Linked DNA regions of Mus musculus: all the other regions are linked to region 1. The links are chromatin contacts, called in public promoter capture Hi-C maps. All regions are on one chromosome and are shown on one strand. Each heading gives the region's core, a stretch centred on a gene start, on an enhancer-like site or on the middle of the called end of the contact. The rest is flanking DNA. Distances are from core to core; before and after follow the strand shown. Region 1 holds the start of Shprh (SNF2 histone linker PHD RING helicase). Region 2 overlaps Stxbp5 (syntaxin binding protein 5 (tomosyn)). Region 3 has its middle 13 kb from the start of n-TLtaa3.

Evidence for each region. Promoter capture Hi-C pulls out the DNA fragments that hold promoters and counts their contacts.
Region 2: a contact with region 1 is called in a promoter capture Hi-C map of the HPC-7 cell line, with 4 times the contacts expected there. The contact joins the enhancer-like site here to the promoter of Shprh in region 1. A contact is called at or near these places in 8 of 39 promoter capture datasets (the 3T3-L1 cell line, the HPC-7 cell line, hippocampal neurons and 3 more), 1 of 484 Hi-C or Micro-C datasets (B cells) and 1 of 115 datasets of contacts at active chromatin or transcription factors (astrocytes).
Region 3: a promoter capture Hi-C map of stem cell-derived epiblast-like cells shows a contact between it and region 1, with 4 times the contacts expected there. The contact joins the enhancer-like site here to the promoter of Shprh in region 1. A contact is called at or near these places in 5 of 39 promoter capture datasets (embryonic stem cells, hippocampal neurons, liver and 2 more).

Annotation. Positions count from the first base shown.
Region 1 is chr10:11,148,169-11,150,868 of GRCm38.p6, reverse strand. It overlaps Shprh (SNF2 histone linker PHD RING helicase), which reads right to left and starts at 1,439. Exons shown (of 30, transcript NM_001077707.1): 1 at 1,283-1,439.
Region 2 is chr10:9,879,200-9,881,899 of GRCm38.p6, reverse strand. The region is part of intron 2 of Stxbp5 (syntaxin binding protein 5 (tomosyn)); the gene reads left to right. Among named protein-coding and RNA genes, the nearest start is that of Stxbp5, 20 kb to the left of the region's middle. Within about 2 kb of position 1,384, at least 122 of the 459 cell types and tissues checked have an H3K27ac peak or open chromatin away from gene starts, as enhancers often do. A contact at or near this core is called in the HPC-7 cell line, where this site is marked.
Region 3 is chr10:12,908,067-12,910,915 of GRCm38.p6, reverse strand. No RefSeq gene overlaps it. Among named protein-coding and RNA genes, the nearest start is that of n-TLtaa3, 13 kb to the left of the region's middle. Within about 2 kb of position 1,500, at least 8 of the 459 cell types and tissues checked have an H3K27ac peak or open chromatin away from gene starts, as enhancers often do. A contact at or near this core is called in embryonic stem cells and stem cell-derived epiblast-like cells, where this site is marked.

The sequences.
Region 1 (2,700 bases), core at 190-2,689:
TAAGAAACACTTTAACCATGATCTCATGTATCAAATGCTGTGACAGTTTCACTCATGTTTGGTAGAAATTTTCAGTTAAGAAACAATCCCATTAAAGAAGACAAATTATAATACTATACTTGATGGCCAACAACTAGGAAGACAAACCTCTCACTACATCAGAAATAAATGCCTGTCTCACATGTTAGTTGTATTTAACCCCACACCACTGCTCTTTTAATTCCAATGAGCTTGACAATCCCAAAGCGTTAACAAAACTTCGATCGATCCTTATACAGAGGAGGGAAGAACACACACACACACACACACACACACACACACACACTAGTTTTATGGATTAACAGTGTGATTGGCAGGGAGTATCACTATTCAAAGGTTTGGACCAATTGGAATAGGTGTGGCCTTGTTGCAGTAAGTGTGTGACTGCAAGAGCTGCCTGGAAGCCAGTATTCTGCTAGCAGGCTTCAGATGAAGATGTGGAGTTCTAAGCATCTTCTGCACCATGCCTGCCTGGATGCTGCCATGCTCCCACCTTGATGACAATGGACTGAACCTCAGAACCTGTAAGCCAGTGCCAATTAAATGTCATCCTTTATAAGACTTGCCTTGGTCATGGTGTCTATTCACGGGAGTAAAACCCTAACTGAGACAAAGAGTAAAAGCTTAGACAAAGAATAAAGTGGTGTTAGCGATCATGGGACCTAGGCAAATACAGGAGCAAAGGCAAACACGTAGGAGAAAAACATAGACTTGCCATGATAAATTCAAGCCAAGTGGATTAAAAGGCACCACGGTGAAAAGGCAAGACTGTAAACAATACCGTTCCTCCCACAGGGTACCTTAACCAGAAACCAACATCTTCGTTCACCAACCTAGCGCTACCTGCAGCGTCAAAGTGCACACAATGCACAGGAGCCAGGGCGCTTCTGCAGGCGACTGTAATGCTTGAGAGTTTGCCAGCCTAACTTGGCGGCCTCTGCATCCCTCCCAGCTACCTGTCGTCCCACGCACCGCCAGCCTGCAAGGCAAGTTATCCTCGAAGAAGGAGCCGGAGGGACAGCTCGTGACAGGGCCTCAGCACGCAAGCGTGGGCAGCAAGCACCCGTCCCACGCGAGAAGGGCTCGGCCCACGTCCGGGCTGGGGCCGAGCCGCGGGGCCTCGCAGGGCCGATCACTCCGGATCCCGGAGCTGCGCAGGAGCCCTCGGAGTTTCCCTGACGCGCAGAGCCAGCCTCCCTCCGCCGCGACTCTAACCCCAGAGCCCGCACGCACCCTCACCTACCTCAGCCGCTCTGCAGGCACCTGTCGCCGGGCCCGGCCCTCCTCGCAGGCTGCAGATCCCGGGCCCACAGTCGCCACACTCACCTGCGGGAGTTGCGCATGCGCGCTGCACGCTGGGTGAAGCCTGGCACCCAGGCCGGAAGCCGCCAGCGCCAGCTGAGGAGGCCAGCAGGAGCGCTCGCTCCAGGCGAACGCGCAGGACCAGTCGGGACGCTCCGCCCCTCTTTCCGGTGTTGGCTTCAAAAAGCACCTCTGCGCATGTCCCGTCCCTGAGGTCCCGGTAGAAGACGGTTTAAGTCTCGCGGTGGTTGTGCCTCTCTCTTTTCCCCGCCTCCCGTGGCTTTAGCAAATGCAGGATGGGCGGGGCCCGAAAGAAGGGGCGGGACCTCTTGCCAGAGAGGGCGGGGCTCTTTGCCAGAGCGGTAGGCTTGATGTGAGTTGTGGTTTTCATAAAAAGGCAGAAAGTTACATAAAACGGAATTCACGATGCTGAGCAATTATAATACCCAAACAAATATACAATTAATCCACTAAACCAAAAGAATTCGATCTGCTAAGGAAAAAAAAAAAAAAAAAAAAAAAAGGCAGAGACGATGTCTTCAAAAGGAACTGAGAAAAATGAAGCCAGAGAGAAATTTATTCTTGCCAAGAAAATTACTAAGGCTTTAAATGTTTAAACGTTTTAAGAGAAAAAAAATTATACAGCTATGCTGAAGCAGGCCTCCCAGTATCTTTTCCAAAGGGAGAATTCTATCTTCAGTAGACATAAAAGTCTCTCCTCTGAGGATTTCAATAGTGTGTTTACCAAGTGCTTTGTATGTCCTTCGAATTTTTTTCTGTGGAGTAATTTTTTTTTTTGTTTGTTTGTTTGGTTGTTTTGTAATCACCAGAGCTAATTCCAGGGGAGGAAAAGGTTCGCTTGTTATTTGGCTTTCTGGAAATTCCCTGTTGTGAGACATCTGTTCATGAAAATACTGTGTCTTACCACCTAGTAGATGGTAAATAATCTAATGATAGTACAGACAGGAGAACCGACTTATTGGACACACTCAGATCTTACACGTGAATCCCCACTTTTCATATAACTCAGCTGCCTTGTTTGGAAACAATACAGGTGTGTTGTATCATGTCTAAGCTAGGCTTGGATCCAGTCCATAGTGATAAATATTGCAATTAAGAAAATTTTAATTTTTTTTTCTGGTTTCTGTGTTGTGGTCCAGTAAGTATACATCATGTCTAAACAGAGTATAAATATCAAAATGTTTAAATATTTTGACTGAATTCTCAGCACAGTACCTTTCTCTTGATAGAGGATTTGCTTTGAAGCTGATGGCTGCTCAGTCAAGCTCCTGGCTGGCAGAAGAGGAGGCACCTATAGAAACGTGTTAAAAATAAACACAAGTTCTGGTTTGCAAAGAA
Region 2 (2,700 bases), core at 135-2,634, 1.3 Mb after region 1:
GAATAATCACATACAGTGCTGCTGTTGTTTTAAACAAGTTATTATCTATTTGATCCATGTAGAATAAGATATATTAATTTTTTATTTTACTCTGTTTTTTTCCCTGTTGTTTTTCCTTTGTGCAAATTTGAACTTTTGGCCTACTTAATTCTTTATTTCTCTTTAAAATAACCTCTAAAACTTTTCTTTCAAGACACATGAGTGTTAAATGACCAAGTCTTCATAACTCTTCCTTATACAATGTTTAGTGGTTTGTAGAAGGCCTCCCCTCCCATCCACTGTGACTATTTTAGTATTCGTTCTCCTTTGTTTGTTTCTGAGAAGTGAACTACAGTTTTTATCCTCATTATAAATAAAATTATTTTGTGTTCACCATCAATTTTCTGTAATTTGAACATACAGATGTAAGAGTGCTTTGGTAAGATTTTATTAGTTTTATGTCTGTACAAGGTTTTCCTGTATAGTCCAGAATTGTGGGATTGTAGCTTGATGCTACCATGTCCTGCTCAAGATAAAGGATGTTCTTTTAGTTTGTGTTTTATTCTCCTTTGTATTTTCTGAGCTTCTTGGATCTGTAGTTTATCATCTGACATTAATTAGGGGAATTCTCAAATTTTTCTCTTTTCATTTGACTGTTCCATTACACAAAGTATTTATTCTGTAGTTTACACACTTTGTTGAAATTTTGTTCTGTAACATTTTGATTGTTTTTTGGGAGTGGGGCAGGTAGGGATTTATCTTTTTCTCTTTGTTTGACAGTTTTGGAAGGTTTGTATGATACTGCTTATATTGAGGGTTCGTGTCCTTGTTGGTATCTGGTCCACCATTTAGATCATAGGTGAAGTTGCTGACATCCTCCTCATTTAACAGCTACACTTCTTAACTCTTGCAATATAAGTTCTTGTCCTCATTTGATTCCATCATAGGATGTCTGCTATCTGACCTTAGACAAAGCTTTATACATCTTCACTGCTCTCATTTTGGTGATGGTAGTCTTAAATGACTGGTTTAATTCCGACACACGTCATGTTTTTGAGTTTTCATGTTTGCTCTGTCTGAGACTGTGTTTGGCCTTTCAGGCTGTCTTGTGATTATTCTTGCTAGCTGAGTATGCTATACTGAGTAAAAGAAGTCATTGAGGAGACATCTTATTAATGGGCTGTTCCAGGAATTGGGAAAGGTAGGTATCTGCAGTTTTTCAATTGGGTCTTAATCTTGAACGAGCCTGTCCTCCTCTGTCCCTCCTCCCTTCCCACAACCCTGTGGCTCAGCACTTCTATACCACAGTTTACTGTTCCCCTTTCTTTGCTTCAAAGGCTTCACTGAAATTGGCATTTTCCTTGTGTGTGTTTGCTGACTCACGTAGCGCACATAGGTCTTAGAAAGGCAACTTGAGAACCCACTGCTGTGACATAGATGTGGTTTCCTCGACTCCGCTGTGTGTGGAGAGCAGAAGGGAATTCTTTTTGTTATGTTTACTGTGAGAACTTCAGCTTTGAGCTGTAAAATTCACAGAAGTGTGGAGTCCTTCTCCTCTCCTCCTTGACTGAACTGTCTGGTGTCTTGGGTTTCAAATTCATCCACTGTAGTCCTTCAGTAGCATATCAATGACAGTGGCCATTTCTTCACTCCATGGCATCCCCAGCACCCTGCTTCTCTCTAGTCACCAGCCTGTTCAAGTTACAGTAGTTTGTCTTGTGAGCTCACTTCTCTAACAGATCTAAGAGTGATTTACTGTTCTAGTTGGTTCAGCTTTTTGCTTCTTGTTAACAGTGATGGCTCTCAAGGACCCTTATGTACTAGACCAGAAACGGTGATTCTATAATAATGATTAATAGGTGGTGATGGGGGGAAAGTAACCTTAAAAAAGAGGGTTTAAAACTGACATTTGCTAAGTAAATGAAACTCTAAGTATAGGTTAAGAGTGTGAAAGTATAAATTGTCACTTGGCAGAGACTTTCCCCTGGAAAGCATTCGTATAGGAAATGAAATGAGGCATGTTCCGTTCTTTGATAAAGAGTCCTTACACCACGGCCTTCCTTTCCTTTCCTTTTGATTTGTGTAATAGCCCTAGCTGCCCTGAAACTCACAGAGACCTGCCTGCCTCTTCTCTCTCCTGGGGCCTGGGACTAAAGGCTTGTACCACCATGCCCAGTTTCTCATACCATTGTTAAGAGCATATTTCTGCTAGACAGTTAGAAGAAGTCACACAGGAGTAAACAATAACTGTAGGTCTTAGAAATAGTAACTATGGGGAGGTGGTTGAGTAATCCATAATTGCTGGAAGATAATATTTAGAAATTGATGTCTCTTATAAATCATTTAAAAACAGTGGTCTATATTAGCATCATTTACACAGAAACAACAACACTGGGTCCAAGCACCCACTTGCTTTTCTTCTCTTGAGATTCTGATTTCCCAAGTCTGGCATGGAGCATGACATCTGAAGGGATTTTGTTTTGTTGTTGTTGTTATTTATTTCTTTTAATCTCATGGCTGCTTGTGATTCAGAATCAGAATTGAGAAATCCTGGATTAATGCTTGGCCATATGGACAGCAGTAGTGAGTGAGGCAGATGGTAGATAAGAGCCATATTCATTACTGTCTGCTTAGAGAGGGTGTCATTCTAAAGTACTCACGCCTGTGTGAGTGCGGAGACACTGTGCTGTGCAGAGCAAAGCCTGCTGGGAGAGACTGCCG
Region 3 (2,849 bases), core at 251-2,750, 1.8 Mb before region 1:
AAGTTTCTGAGAACACTACAGGGACAGTGCAGGATGTCATCCCAATAGTGCAGCCCTGTCCTGGGATCTCCTATTCTCTGCTTTCCTCAAAGATTAAATATGCAGGCTAGAGGCTAGAAAGACAGGATAAGAGTCATGAACTTACATGTGGCAATAAAAGCCAAAAAAAGGAAAAAAGAGAAAAAAGACAATCTAAGAGAGCTGGAGATGTAGCTCAGTTGGTCAGATACTAACCCCAGAACGCACCAAGCCCTGGGTTTGATCCCTAGACCCAAACAAACAAAAACTGTGTAGTAATGCATGCCTACCATCTGAGCACGTGGGAGAAGGAAACTGGGACAGAAGGACAAGATTATCCTCTGCTACATAGTAAATTGGAGCCAACACAGATTACGTGAGGCTGGTGAAATGCCCGAGAACATCAGAAATTAAAAATAAAGAAGGTGAGAAGAGGGCCTCTGAGTGTTGTCTGTATCTCATGGGGATACCTGTGTTTGTTTTTTGTTTTTTCAAGTCAAGGTTTCTTGGCTGTCCTGAAACTCTGTAGCATCTACATGTTTGTATAGCAATCTGTATGTTGATACACACACACACACACACACACACACACACATGCGTGTGTATATCATATAATACAATATTGAGAGGACTGAGTGCCAGAGCCCTTGGAACTCCTGGGAATCCAACCACTGCTTCAGGCAGCCACTCCAAGGACATGTTGTCATCTGGCCTGAAGTAAGAATAGGTAGCTAGAATGAGTAAGCCACCCCCTGGGAAGTCTCCAGAGCCTAACCAATTATAGAGTCAGTCAGACCTCTAAAGATAGAGCTAACCAATCAAGGTAAAAGGACACAAAGCCCTCCCTGGAATTCCCCTGACTGACAATAAAAGCTAAGCCTGCACCAGGTAACTCCATTCCCAACTAGGGAGAGCCTTGCCTGCATGCAGGAGACTCAGCTGAATGAACGCTCTCTGCTTTTGCATACTGCTTGAGCCCGAGGTCTTCCTTCAGCAACTTTTGGACCCTAACAATATCATTTGCTATATATTTTATTTGACATATTATTTATGATATATATTACATATATCATATAACAAGTATGTATAGCAGAAGCATACTTGCCTCTGATGACCTTATACATTATGTATCTATTGGTTTTCATCATTGTCTTAGATTATGCTTTGCCCGATTTCCCAATTGCATCAGTTTCTCGTACTCTTGGTTTAATCTTATTTTGCTCCTTATGGCTCTAGGAGCAACAGGCTGATATTTAAGTGTGTGTGTGTGTGTGTGTGTGTGTGTGTGTGTGTGTGTGTGTGTTACACTTAGTCTGGCAGATGCATGGGAGCCTATAGAATCAGGTTTGTGGGCATTCTCTTGTATAGCAATTTCCTGCAAACTGGAGCATTTCACTCTGGAGAGAAAATCCTTTAAGACTTCCAAAGTTTGTAGCTGCAGGGTTCCACATTCCTTTAAAGCCAGCAGTCAGGGGTAGAGGCAGGAGGATCTCTGGGAATTTGTGATCAGCCTGCTTTACATAATAAGCTCCAGACCCACCCAGGCAACACACTGAGACCCTGTCTCAAACAAAGAAACAAAAACAAAGGACAAAACTACTTCGGAAGATTTTAAAGGTTTGTGAAGAGGAAAGGTAACAACTCACTAGTCTCAGGAAGAGCCAGAAACTGACCATAAGTACTCTGCTGCCTGCTTTGGTTTTGTTGTTGTTGTTGTTTTTTCTGAGACAGGATTTGCATGTATGAGTCTGTGTGTCTGTGTTTGACATGATTCCTGTGGGAGTAAACATCTAGTCTGCTCACTGCAGCTAGGGCACAGCCAACAGACCGAAGTAATGATACCCAACATCCAGTTACTCATTGAACTATAGGTAAGAGATTACTTACAGTAGTGTGGACTTAAAGGCACCTGCATCACCAAAGAGCCCAGCCTACTGTAGGGGATTACATAGGAAAACTGCTGCCTGCTTTTTTTTTTTTTTTTTTTTTTGAGATAGAGATTCACAATGCAGCCCTAGGAGGCCTAGTACTCACTGTATAAAGCAAACTGATCTTAAACTCACAGAGATCCTCCTGCTTCTGCCTCCTGACTGGTAGACTAAAGGAATGGGCTACCACTCTCACTAGAAGCCGAAGCCCATCCTTGACTACATAGAGAGTCAAATGGCAAAATAACACCTAATCAACAAAAACAAGCAATTTATTTGGGCTGGAACGATAACTCAGTTGCATGGAATTGCTAGGCACGTGCAAGCTGTAGGTGTAAACCCCAGCACAAGGGATGGTTTACAAGTTGATTGCCAGTCTGTTCTCCAGATCTTAGGTAAAAGGCCAACTAGCAATCAAATCCCCATCTGTGCTAGGAGAAAGAAAACGATGGAAAGCAGGAGTCTTACCAGAGGCCTGACAGTCATCTAAAGGAAAAAGGGGGCCACAGCCACTACTAGCTTCAGTGTTCACATTGGCCTTGAGGCCAGAGCAATATGTGCTCCGCTGGACTCTTACCACCTGGGGAAGTCTAGAAATTGAGACCAGCAGGGTACCTGAGAAACTGGACTGCTCTCCTGGTGATAAGGGATGGGGGAATCAGGATAGACGTTCAGAACTTGGAAAACTTACTGTCTTTACCCCTCATTCCCATTTATAGTTTCTGTATTTATTTCCACTTTGTTAGAACTTAGTGTTTGCACATTTCTTTAATCACGAAGAAATGGTTTCTTCTTTTTATCTGTTTGCTGGTCCCTGGGTGATCACTTGCTAAATATATTTAACCAGTTTATCTACTTCGCCCCAAAGTTGACTCCTCCAGACCCAAAGATAAATCACTGTAA